Regions from separate parts of the Sus scrofa genome. Here region 1 is linked to region 2. A link is a contact called in public promoter capture Hi-C data. All regions are on one chromosome and are shown on one strand. The core of a region is the stretch at or near the end of the contact, and the rest is flanking DNA. Distances in the headings are between cores, read along the strand shown.

Region 1 (6,811 bases), core at 443-2,942, 100 kb before region 2:
CTTCACCTTGCACTTTCACGGTATGGAGACGGCTTCTTTCTTTAAACCTCATGAACCAACCTCTGCTGGCTTCAAACTTTTCCTCTGCAGCTTCCGCACCTCTCTCAGCCTTCATAGAGTTGAAGAGAGTTAGGGCCTTGCTCCGGATTAGGCTTTGGCTTAAGGGAATGTTGTGGCTGGTTTGATCTTCTATCCAGACCACTAAGACTTTCTCCATATCTGCAATAAGGCTGTTTCGCTTCCTTATCATTCGTGTGTTCACTGGAGTGGCACTTTTAATTTCCTTCAAGAACTTTTCCTTTGCATTCACAACTTGGCTAACTGTTTGGCGCAAAAGGCCTAGCTTTCGGCCTATCTCAGCTTTTGACATGCCTTCCTCACTGAGTTTAATCATCTCCAGCTTTTGATTTAAAGTGAGAGATGTGCGACTCTTCCTTTCACTTGAACACTTAGAGGCCATTATGGTTTATTAATCTGCCTAATTACACTTAGAGGGCAGAGAGGAGGGAGCGAGATGGGAGGAAAGGCTGGTCAGTGCAGCAATCAGAACACTCGCAACATTTACCAATTAAGTTCACTATCTTACCAGGGCATACCCCCAAAACAATTATAATAGTAACATCAAAGATCACTAATCACAGATAATCATAACAAATAATAATTAAAAAGTTGAAATATTGTGAGAAATACCAAAACGTGACCCAGACATGAAATGAGCAAATGCTTTTACAAAAAAATGGTGCCGATAGACTGGCTCCATACAGGGCTGCCACAAACCTTTAACTTGTGAAAAAATGCAGTATCCACAAAGTGAAATAAAGCAAAGTACAACATAGTTATGCACATACTACTGTTGAGTTGTCTGCCTCCCTTAAATTACATCAGTTTCTGCTTCATGCACCTAAGGGTTCTGTTGTTGGGACAGGTGCTTCTGTCCAGTTCCCGCCAGAGAGTGCAGCTCTTCAAAAATCGAATCAAGAAAGACCTTGAGGGCAGCCGCAGTCCACCACGTCCACTCCTCCCAAAGGCTGGTCTCCAGGTGGTTCCAGTCTCCCCAGGCGGGCACCAGGGCAAGAGGGCTGGGACAGTGCGGGGAGGGTCGGAACCAAAGAAGACCCCAAAACAGGCACTCTTGGGGGATGCAGGGAACCTGGCGCCCACCAGGTTCCAAATCCCAACCGCGCTCCGCATGCTAGGACAGCAGCTCCACGAAACCCGCGTGGCATGCCGGAATTCCAAACGCCCCACTGGAACCCATGGGACAGCAGCGCACCGGTGGCGCACCCTAGGCCTTGCAGTCCCACAGGCAGCCAGCCTCAACGCCAGCGAGAGGAGTCGTGGGTCAGCGCCCCGCGTTGCATGCTGGGACCGCAGAGCCTGACGGTGTTTCTGGGACAGAGGCAAGTTGCATGCCGGGACTTCAGCCTTGTAGTCCAAAGACACCCCCAAGACTTCAGCAAATGGAGGACTGTGAGACAGCCAAGCACCGTGCATACCGATATTTTAGTTCTCAGTATACTGGATCTCAGCAGCCCAGGGGAACTGCAGGATACAGACTCTCATTGTAAGCCCCAGCCGCTGTGCCTGATGGGAACTCGTGACACAGAGGGGCGCATTGCACGCCGGGAATTGTAGTCCCACCACGACGTCCAACCTCAGCGTTTGATGGGGGGGGGGGTGCGCGTTGTATGCTGGGACCCGCGATCCCAGACGCTGGTGTTCGTGGGACGGATGGGGACTAAGAACACTGTTTCCACCGGAATCAGCCCCATAGGTGTAGTTCTAGGATGGGGCTCACTGCCCGTGGCTGGTGCAGGACCTCTAGGGCCCCGCGTGGGCGTGGTTTTTAACTCGGGTCCTCAGTGCATCCGCGCACGCACGCGGCGGCACGTGACATCGCACGCTGTCCCGGAAGTCGGCGGGGAACGGGCGGCGGGTGGGAGCCGGTGCCGGGGAGAGAATCGGTGCTCCGCAGCTGCCGCCACCTCCGCCTGGGCCTGGGTCGCCCGCCAGCCCGCGATGGGCGCCGGGCCCTGAGCGTCCGCCGCCGCTTTTCCACAGCAACTCCGCCCAGCTGCGATGGAGGCGCCGCCCGGCGGCCGCGTTCCCACCGAGGGCGCCCCGCCGCCGGCGGTGGCCGAGGTGCGCTGTCCCGGCCCCGGGCCGCTGCGCCTACTCGAGTGGAAGGTGGCGGCGGGCGCAGCCGTACGCATCGGCTCGGTGCTGGCTGTGTGCGAGGCCGCAACCTCCGCGCAGCCCGCCGGGCCCGCTCCTGCCCGCGCGAGCTCTGGGAGCTGCGTGCGTACCGAACGCAGACTGAGGTCGGAGCGCGCTGGTGTGGTTCGGGAACTGTGCGCGCAGCCGGGCCAGGTGGTGGTCCCCGGGTGAGTGGGAAGGGGAGGACGGGGCCGGGCCGGGCGGGGCGGCCGGGTTGGAAAGAGGTTCTGGGCCGGGAGAGGGAAGAAGGGCCGGGGACAGGAGGGGGTCCTGAGCTGGGAACTGGGTAGGAAAAGTCTCTGAGGCTGCAGTTGAACGGGATGCACTTGGGGAGAGCTTTAGAATGTAAGGCCCACTGTTGTGTGTCTGCATGTTTTTCTAAGGTCAGACGATAGTCACTACTTGTGACTTAATAATCAGAGGCGGCTGGGTTTTTTTTTTTTTTTTTTAAAGTTCTCAACTACCAAAATTGAATTCTTTAGAAAACGGTTGTGTTCCCTTCTTTTTTCTGTGATAGGATTGCACGTTTGTAAATTAGGAAAACATGGGTCTATAGCGAGTACAGGAGGAATCAGACATGCTCCATGCTGGTTGTCGTGGTAATAACTGTTGGGAGGTGTGCACTTCTTTAGATCCTAGTTAGACCCCGTGAAACGTTGCCTGTAATACCTAGTGTAGTTCTGCATCAAGCTTAGGAAGGGGGGTGCAGCTTTGGCACAAGTAGGTCAGTGTGCAAAGTAGTAGTACACCCTCCTACAATAGGCTTTTGCTGTGGGTACCTCTGTTTTAACCATGTAGCATGACTTTTTTTCTTCTTTGAAGTGTATGAGCTCGTCAGTTCATATTTTTCTAAGTTTACCAGTGCTGTGTGCAAAGGTGTATATACATGTGGTTGTTTTCAGGAACAGAACCTGGGGCAGGCGAGCATTCCCGACTCCTGTTGTAGTGGCTCCTGTTTACCTTACCTCTGTGGAGGCCACAGTATGCCCTGAGTGCTCCCTTTCTGCCCACTCTCATCCTGCTACTCCCCCTGTGGACTGAGTGACCTCTGGTTGTTGAGCCTCTTCTGCTCCATTCACACAGAAGCGAATGACCAGGATAGAACCACCTCCTCCCCAACCGCGGGGAGCCTCCTTCTCCATCTATGTCTCTGTCATCTTGGGAGGTAGAGCCTAGTCCTCAGCCTACTGCTCGCCTGCCAGTACCTGCCCACTGAATGCAGGCGGGGTGGCCTAGGCTGCATCCTCCACTGGAGCCATCTGCTTGGCCTCCTTTAGAAGGGAGGGGCTCGCTGTGCTGGTGTGTTTAACACACTACTATGCTGTTAGCATGGCTTTGAAGTCAAGTCTTACCTGACCATTGCTTGGGCACTAATGAGCCTGTAAATCCGTCAGCTAAATGATGAAGGTGCAGCATGATGCTGGTGTTTCACTGTGTAGAAAATCCCTGAGGGAAAGAACTCCTCTCCATGCTGTTCTGTTCCTCTGACTGCTCAGAAAAGGCCGCCAGGGCCCAGACAGGCCAGTGGCTGTCACAGCAGTTAATGAGACTTCATGTACAGTGTGTTGATCAGTCCCGCAAGTCTGAGTAACCCAATACAGTAAACTCACCAATCAGCTGAGAAAACAATCTTCTGACAAATTCCCAGCTGGGAGTAGTTTTCTGTCTTGTGTGTTTTGTGTATTTGAGATCTCAGATCTGCAGAGGTTCATCACAGGGCCTTTTGAGAATCTGAAGAGTGATAGCATTTCTCCTGGAACACAGGTGTGCGAGGTATGTGTAAAGTACCAGACCAGAGCTGGGCTCACCTAGCTGGAGTCACCCTGTCTCTGTCATTGCTGTCATCAGCAAGGCTCATCCTGACCACATCAGAGGTGGTTCTCAGGCAGTGAACGTTTCTAGAAACTTAAAAATCCTGCCTTGGGGTGGAGTTAAAATAATCACTAGATTACTCTCGGGACCTCGAACAGGATTGTATGTTTTTGTAGTACTTCATGCTGTCAGGTGGTGGTGGGGACTATCCTTGCTCCTCTGACAGAGGCAGGGGCTCTGATGTGCCGGCGTCGGCCCTGCTGAGTGAGGCTTCCCCTGGCTCCTCCGTGCTGCTCTCTCCTTGGGCCGTGTTTCATCCAAAGCACCCCAGTGTGGGAAGTGAATGGAATGAGAGTCTGTTTCTGTCTTCATAACATGTATGTGAGTTGAAATTATTTTGATTTGGGAATATTCTGACAAGGCACCATCTGCCAGAAACTAAATCTGTTAATTGTTTTCTTGATGATGTCCCCATCCCAAGTCTGCTTTTTTTTTTTTTTTCCTGTTATTCATAGGCATACATTGAAGACTCCAAAGAAAAGGAAAATATAAATCTAAAATAATCAGGGAAGAAATATGAGATAAAGACCGACACAGGAAGAGGCTGTGTAGGTGTGTGTTTGCATCTTTTACTGACACCTGACCAGCTTTATCTGTGTCCAGTAGCCATTCTGTCTTCAGGGAGAAGGTGCAGCTCAGCCAGAGTTTGGAGGGAGTCAACTGAGGAGCAGGACAAAAGTATTACTGAATAAAGTGAAAACCATTCCAATAAAAGCACCATTATTGTCTCTGGCTTTTAAAATAGGAAATCTTAGATTTGAGGTTGCAGGTTCGATCCCCAGCTTCCATCAATGGTTTAAGGGTCCCTTGATGCCTTGAGCTGTGGTATAGGTCAAAGATGTGGCGGCTTGGATCCCACATTGCTGTGGCTGTGGCGTAAGCCGGCAGCTGCAGCTCTCCCATTCGACTCCTAGCCTGGGAACCTCAATATGCAATGGGTGCAGTCCTAAAAAGCAAAAAAAAAAAAAAACCCTTAGAATAGAGTGCAACCTGAGATTAGTACCCCATTTCAGTGTTTGAAATTAGTGAGGCTATTTTAAAATTCTAAATGCAGTTCAGTTGGTACAGTGAAATAATTGTCTGCAGAAGTCTTACCTGGGAAGCAAGGGGATTACTTTTTCATCCTGGTATCTGTAGAGTCTTGGAGTTCCCATTGTGGGTCAGCAGGCTGAGAACCCAACGTAGTCTCCATGAGGATGCAGGTTCAGTCCCTGGCCTTGTTCAGTGGGTTGAGGATCTGGCATTGCCTTGAACTGTGGTATAGATTGCAGATGTGACTTGAATCTGGCAGTGCTGTGGTTGTGGTGTAGGCCAGCAATCTGCAGGTCCAATTCCACCCCTAGCCTGGGAACTTCCATATGCCACAGGTGCAGCTGTAAAAAGAAAGGGGGAAAAAAAAGAATCTTAATGAATTAGTCAGTTATTTCAGTTAAAACATTTTATCATTGGCCATGGACATTTGTCCTCTTTAAAAGATTACTCATTTAAAGACACTTAATGTCTGAAACTTTAGAAATTGTCACTTTGTTTAATTGAACCCATTATACTTAGTCTGTACTTCAGATGGATATTTGTTTTGTTTTCCAGTGTTCGGTTAGCAATAAACCATTGGCCTTTTCATTTCCTGGTTCTATGTACACATGTGATTTATTTTTGCTACACTTCTGATTTTTTGTCATCTTGTCAGATCTTTTAAATATACTCCTTTGAACCAAATGGGCTTTGAAGCATGTCTTCCTAAAACATGATAGGTAGCCTTTAAGAAATTGTAGTGTTCTTTAAATTAGATTTATCTCCATTTTCATGTTTTCTTTAAAGTTAATTTTAAAGTGGAGTCTGTGCTATCAAACATCTGGTTACAGGGATTGAGTGAATTTTCAGTTAATAACAAGTGATGTGTACCATGTCAATTTGTCTCAGGAAAATGACTTTATATAAAAGGCCTATATATGGGAGTGAGAATCTAGAGAAAATAAAACAGATCAATTTTATAGTATTTGCATCATGTTTTAAAAGATAGATATACTCCCTAAATATTATAAATAGATTTTAAATATTACTCATTTGGCATTTTATATTTACAAAATTCTTTAGAACTTCAGGAAGACCTTGAACTAAATTTTAACCTGCTTGATGTTTGTATTTTGAAGTAGCTTTTAAAAGATGTTCATGATTTTCCTGCGCTTGGAATTGTGGTGGCTGTTGGTTCCATGCTCTCTTGATGCATTTCCTGTGCTGCCTGGGAGGTGGGCTGATGGAGTTGAGTCCACCTTGCCAGTAGCTGATATGTGTGTTCGCCCCGCATTGCTTTTCATCTGAGTATGTGGGGGGTGGAGCCGGGGTGGGTGATTACTGCTTTTTAAGGATGTAGCACTTCTGGCTGACAAGTTGTTTTAAAGGATTTGCATCCCTCCAGAGTGTGGCTGGAAATACTGTTGAAATTCAGAGAGAGGGGAGGCAGATTGGGGAGGGGAGCCCCTCAAGCCTGTTTACTTAGGATGGGGAGCCCGAATGTGCAGGGTTCTACCCGCCTCTGAAATATATTAGGAAAAGACAGTTTCGGCAAGTTAAGTCACCCTAGGACACACCATGTACAGTTTTAAGGGAGTTTTGTATAGACTGTCTTTGTAAAATTTCAGTAGCAACTGTAGATTTGTGATGGCACCGGGAATGGATAGTCCATTTTTATTTTAGTTCCATCTTTAGACTTTGTGTTTTACAG
Region 2 (6,831 bases), core at 1,792-4,291:
GTGTCAAAAGGTGAGCTCGCGAATGGGAAGATATCTGCAACAAAACCCCAAAAGGCCCATTTCCTGAATTAAGAAAAAGACCAAGAAAAAGAACGAGGGGATAATTTTCTGGGTTTTCCAAGTTTTCTATAAAAGAAATGTAGTACCTTTAATTCCTCCCCCCAAATACATTCTTCCCCTGTTCAACTTACCAATTCCACAAGACTATTGTTGGTGAGAATGAGTTCTGTCAGACAGGGCAGAGCCTGATCAAGTCCCTCACCTATACGGCTGAAATAAAAACAGAAGGACTCTTAGTAAACATGCAAATTAAGTCAGCTAAAAATTTTATCTGAGCCCTTGCTCAGAGGGCTTCAGAGTGGGAAGAAACTTAAGAGATCTTTCTTCCAAGACCCTGACAGGAAAATAAGGCACAAAAAGAACTGTCTGAGGTCACACAGGTGACAGAAGTAGGATGACTTTAAAACCCACATCTCCTGAAAGATGTCCAGGGCCCTTCCTACTGCCACACTATCTTAACGAAACCAAAGACAAGAAATTCCTGTGTAAAACAGACTACTTAGTTCATCTCAGGACCTGTGTGAAGCCCAAAAACATAAGTGATTCTGCAGTCAGAGCTCAGGCACAAGATAAGCCAGTAAGCAAACCACAGTGGAATAGTTAACTCACGAGAAATAATGGGCATTTAAAAAAAAGCAACTCACTACCCAGCACTTCTATTGTGTGTGTGTGTGTGTGTGTCTGTGTGTCTTTTTAAGGCTGCACCCACAGCATATGGAGGTTCCCAGGCTAGGGGTCAAATGAAAGCCAAAGCTGCCGGCCTACACTACAGCCACAGAAATGCCAGATCCGAGCCACATCTGCTACCTATGCCGCAGCTTATGGCAATGCCAGATTCTAAAACCACCAGGCAAAGCCAGGGATTGAACCCAGATCCTCATGGATACTAGCTGGGTTCTTAACCTGCTGAGCCATAATGGGAACTCCCCAAAGCAGTAGGTTTTTAACTTAAATTAGAAATGTACCATGAATACATAAATAATACAAGATTTCTGAATAGATGCAAGTAAGACCAGACCAATACCAAATTCATCTCTGGATCTGTATGGGAAAAGTGTAGTTCATTTTCCATTTAAGAAATACGTAGGTGTAACTGGCAATACTGCAACTTCTTTATGGAACTCTGCTACATTTACTCTAGGGGAACAAAAATTACTTTCCACTAGTAGACACTTACCATATTCTATTGTTGTTCACTAACAATGTTTTCAGTCTTCTCAGCAAAGGAAAACCATCTAGTTTCCTGATTTCATTGTCAGAAAAATCAATGGCATCAAATTGGTCTAAGGTAGCACCTAGATTTTCAATGACAGGAATTTTGTACCCTGGAGAAAGGAGGGAAAAAACACACAAGGAAACATTAGCAGCATTTCATGGTAATTGGACTCAAAGCTTTCATTCAATCAGAAAGTTGTTTATCTAGCACCTATGCTGTGCCAAACACTGCCAAAGCACTGGTTGATTACAAGGGCAATAAAGATGAGAATACTCGCTAACAGTAATACTAATAGGTAGCTAACATTTCCAAGTATACTTACAAGGTGCCTTGTATTGTTCTAAGCAAGGCCCCAAAGCTAATGAAGTGGCCTAACAGGACTTTACACTGTGAGCTGCCTACTGTCAGTGTCCAAGCCTTGTCCACGTATTGTGGACAGTAATAGCTCCCAACCTTTTTTGCATTTCCACAGGTCAGATTCCCAGAACTCATTTGGATATCTTCGTATCATGACAGTTCCCACTTCTCTCACCTCCCAGAGGCCCAACCCAGAGTTGAAGGTCAATTTGTACACAATGGTAAATCACCTTGTGAACAACTCACTCAAACGCTCACTGATTTGTCTTCTAGGGGCATAATTATTGTCTTAGGTGCTAGGAGAAGAAAAGAAGTTAACCTAGGCAAGGTTAAATAAGTACACATTTCAGAGCTCTAAAGGCTCAAAGTTAAGTGCTGTACCAAAACGAGCATTCTCAACACCGGATGCACTTCAAACTCAGGCAGACATCAGCCTGTGCCAAGAGTATGAAAGCGGTGGGTTACTCTTGAGTCGAACCTATGATATTTAATTTCAACAAAACGAAAGTACTATGTCAGCAAACAAAAAAGCAAGCAGAAAGCAGGGCCCGCAGCAGTGCTGCTCCTGAGACGGTGTTCTCCCCCGTGGGGGTGGATCTCAAGCCAACACTTAACCCCGGAGAAGTCGTCCTTCACACCCTTTCTAAAGCCTCTCCTACTATGCAGACGAGTTGCCACAGGAATCTAATAGTCTGGAGGACTTCCGCCTCCCTTATAGACGCAAGACATCCGGCAGCCCTAGCGTGGCTGAAACAGTCTGCTCTTTGAAAGGTTTTGGCAAAAGGGAAATAGATCCTTGAAGCTAAGGAGGAGGAAAAGCCGGGAAAAAAAATCGCTTTTGCTCCGGACTTCACTTCCTCCGTCCCATACCCAACCTATATTCTCATGACTTCACTTTACCGTATCTCGGTCCGCACGAGGATCACAAACACGGCTCAGCACCCCAACGGCTCAGCCCACCCCGCAGGCGTGTACTTCCCCGCCCCCCAACGGCTCAGGTCACTCGGCAGGCCCGGCACCGGCCCCGCGGTCTGACCCAAGCATCGAGGCGGTCCCGGGCGGTGGGGGCTGGGCTAAGGAGAGCCTCGAAGGAGTCCAGGGTCGGCGTTTCGCCGACGACAGCGGGACTCAGCCGGGGTAGGAACCGGGACGCACGCCCCAGGCCACGTTCCCGCCCTTCGCGCACGCGGCGGGCGCAGGCCGCCGAGCGGGCGGGGAGGCCGGGCCGCCCGCCCCCGCCCGACTCACCTCGCAAGTCCAGCTCGCGGTCCCGCACGGCGTTGGTGTATTGCGCCGCCTGCTCGATCAGCTCCGCCGTCAGCTTCACCATCCTGTCGCCTCCCGCCTGCAGTGTCTCCCGCTCCTCCCGCCGCACCGACGTCCCGGCGTACCCCGCGCCCGCCGCCAGGCAGCATCAATCGCTTCCGGCGTGTGCTAACAGCGCGGCTCCCAGGCCTAATCAATCGAGGAGCCATTTCCTCCGTGATCGGCCCCGCCCCCGGGCTCGGGCACAGCTTTTGGGCTTTAGCTCCCGCGCTCTCCGCGGCGCATCTGGTTCTGAGTTCGTTCCTCTTGTGCAGCTTCGGCCTGCAGTGCCCCCGAGTCCAGATATTTGTGTCCGCAAGTTAATAAAGAGTGAAAGCCCACGAGTGGAACTTTCGCGTGCGTCAGGACACCTAGAGGTGAAAGGGAGGCAGTGACTGCTTTCACTCCGCCCATGGGATTCAGTGATGGGTCCCGGGCTTTGGCATCCGGGTGACACCATGAAGACCAAGCCTGGGTCTTCCGCACTGGTCTAGTTTGCAGTCAGGCCTGCCCTCTCTAGACAATTAGATATTCATGCTGAAGCCTGATAACACAGGAAGTGTGCAGATCTAAAGTCTGCAACATGACAAATGCCCACAGAGTGAGCACATTTGGGTGGCTGCTGCTGGGGTCCTGAAATTCGGAGACTCCTTCATTCCCCAAAGGGAACTACGAATCCGTCACCATAGATTAGTTTTGCTTACTTTTATATAAAGAGAATGATGCAATCTGTTTTTGTATCTGGTTTCTTTGGCTCTGTGTCATGCCTAAAATCCATCCAGGTTGCAGGCAGCAATGATTTGCTTACTTGCTGCTGTATAGAATTCTATTGCGTCTCTTACACCATAACAATCCATTTCGCTGTCGATGGACATTAGGTTTGTTTCCAGCTTGGGGCTAGTCTGCATAATGCTGCTATGAATTTTGTTGTACGTGGATCGCATGCACCTGTGCCTGAACTTTTCCAGGAGTGAAACTAAGGAGACAAAGTGTGTGGTATTATTGATAGGTACTGCCTGATGATAACTTCCAAGAGGCTGGAATCATTTCCACACTGTAGTGGTGTGTAAGGGTTTCCATCACTTGCCAACATTAACCTCATTTGCACTGTCAGTCTTCATAATTTTAGCAATTCTGGTGAGTACCAGTGCACTATTGCTTTCATTTGCTTTTTTCTAATAATAGTTAAGCATATTGTCCATTCTGATATTTTTTTACAAAGTGCCCATTCAAGTCTTTCTCCCATTTTTTTTCTTAGTGGGTTTTCTTTTTTCTTATTCCTTTTAAGATTTCTTTATATATTCTGAGTGTGAGCATACTATATGGCTTGCCTTTTACTCTTTTTTGGGGGGTAGTAGTTTAAACTTCCTAAATACCAAACACCTCACAGGAAGCCAAAATACTGTCCTCGTATACATCATCAAGCTGCAAAACACAAATTTTAGTACATTTTGGTCTGTTTAAGAAAACATCTTATTTCCCAAATCACCAAAATCATAATCTGGGCTGTAATTTTAATCAGAAGGATAAGAAATGTGACTGCCTCGCCTATTTTGCAAAAAAACAAAAACAATACAATCTGCCAACCCATCCTGAGCTTTCAAATGGTCCAATTAAATAAGAGACTTTGGAGGAAGAAATTCTTGGCTGAGAAGGCCCTCCCCATTGACAATGGTGTCTTTGGTCTTTTTTTGTTTGTTTGCTTTTTAGGGCTGCACTCTCAGCATATGGAAGTTCCCAGGCTGGGGGTGAATCGGAGCTACAGCTGCCAGCCTACACTGCAGCCACAGCAATGCCAGATCCATGACATGTGTGTGACCTACACCGCAGTTCATGGCAACGCTGGATCCTTAACCCACTGGCAAGGCCAGGGATCCAGCTCACATCCTCGTGGATCCTAGTCGGATTCGTTAACCGCTGAGCCATGAAGGGAACTCCCTCTTTTGGAGTTTTACTATGGTTATCTAGGTCTGGAACCTAGGTATCGTTATCTAGATTCTGCTTACTGAGCTTTCCACCGTTAACAGTGTTTTTAAATGACCAGAATTTTATTTTTATGTTCAATTTATGTGTGTGTGCACATGTGTCTTGAGACATTTTCCCTCATCTCCAAAATATTTTTCTATGCTAACTACCAGAGGCTCAACACTTTTCACATTTAGCTCTCCAATTCTTCTGGAATGGATTCCTTTTGAACTTTGTATTGAAGTGTGATATACATGCAGCACACTGCAAACCACACATACCCAAGCAACTGGCATCCAGATCAAGAAGAGGACATTACACATTCCAGAAGCACCCTCTTGCTCTCTGCCAGCCACACCCTTGCCTCCACTGTAACCACTAATCTAACATCTTGCATAGATTGGCTTTGCCTAGTTTTGTATTTATGCAAAATGAAATTGTACCTCATGTGCCTCTTGCTTAACATGTTTGTGTGTAGCTGTAGTTCACTTATTCTCATTGTGTAAATACTTCACAATTTGTCTATTCTGCCACTGATGGATGAGCATGTGGGTAATTTTTAACTTGGCACTATTATAAACAGTGCATCTACTAACATTGTATCTTTAAATGAACACATATACTAACATACTTGGAATTGGAATTGCTGGACTATTTGGTTTCAGTAAATAGTTTAGGTACTTTCAGCTTAAGTAGATAGTACTAATTTTCCTAAGGGGTTGTACCAGTTTGTACTCCTTACTAGCATTTGGTATTATCTGTCTTTTTATTTTAGCCATTCTGGTAGGTTGGCAGTGGTTTACCATTCTAGTTTTCATTCTATGTCCCTAATTACTAACATAGTTGAGTTTTTTTTTTTTTTTTTTTTTTTTGTCTTTTTAGGGCCACACCCATGGCATATGGAGGTTCCCAGGCTAGGGGTCGAATCCAAACTGAAGCTGCTGGTCGCAGCCATAGCCAAGCAACTCGGGATCCGAGCTGTGTCTGCGACCTACACCACAGCTTACCACAACGCAGAATCCTTAACCCACTGAGTGAGGCCAGGGATAGAACCTGTGTCCTCATGGATGCTAGTCAGATTTGTTTCTGCTGAGCCACGACAAGAACTCTGAGAATTTTTAAAAATATACTTATTGGAGTTCCCTGGAAGCCTAATGGTTGAGGATCTGGTGTTGTCACTACTGTGTCTACAACACTACTGTCCCTGGCCAACAAAATGCTGGCCCAGGAACTTCTGCATTCTGTGGGAATGGTAAAAAAAAAAATTAAAAAAATATATTTATTATCCATTTGGTTAACTTTTGTTACATGTTTGGGAGTTTTGCCCATTTTTTAATTGGTTTTTTTTTTTTAACTGCTTTGTAGGAGCTCTGTATTTTTTTAGAGATGAGTCCTTGTGAGATAAAACTACAGTGACTATTTCCCCTCTTTCTCTGTGGGTTTGCCTTTTCACTGTGCCAATGGTGTCTATTTTTTATGTATTTATTTTTTAAATGATTTTTTTCCATTATAGTTGGTTTACAGTGTTCTGTCAGTTTTCTACTGTACAGAAACGTGATCCAGTCACACACACACACATATATATATACATTCTTCTTCTCACATTATCCTCCATCATCTTCCATCATAAGTGATAGACATAGTTCTCTATGCTATACAGCAGGATCTCATTGCTTATTCCCTCTAAATGCAATAGTTTGCATCCATTAACCCCAAATTCCCAGTCCATCCCACTCCCTCCTCCTCCCCCTTGGCAACCACAAGTCTGTTCTCCAAGTCCATGAGTTTCTTTTCTGTGGAAAGGTTCATTTGTGCCATATATTAGATTCCAGATATAAGTGATATCACACGGTATTTGTCTTTCTCTTTCTGACTTACTTCACTTATTATGAGAGTCTCTAGTTCCATCCATGTTGCTGCAAATGGCA

What was found. Promoter capture Hi-C pulls out the DNA fragments that hold promoters and counts their contacts.
Region 1: a contact with region 2 is called in a promoter capture Hi-C map of liver, with 2.0 times the contacts expected there. The contact joins the promoter of CTDP1 here to the promoter of SNRPA1 in region 2. A contact is called at or near these places in 1 of 5 promoter capture datasets (liver), 2 of 47 Hi-C or Micro-C datasets (heart right ventricle and liver) and 1 of 2 datasets of contacts at active chromatin or transcription factors (alveolar macrophages).

The regions. Positions count from the first base shown.
Region 1 is chr1:145,806,554-145,813,364 of Sscrofa11.1, reverse strand. CTDP1 (RNA polymerase II subunit A C-terminal domain phosphatase) reads left to right here and starts at 1,692. Exons shown (of 13, transcript XM_005660586.3): 1 at 1,692-2,384. The coding sequence starts at 2,080.
Region 2 is chr1:145,703,603-145,710,433 of Sscrofa11.1, reverse strand. SNRPA1 (U2 small nuclear ribonucleoprotein A') reads right to left here and starts at 3,041. Exons shown (of 9, transcript XM_001925349.7): 1 at 2,882-3,041; 2 at 1,238-1,385; 3 at 192-270. The coding sequence starts at 2,963.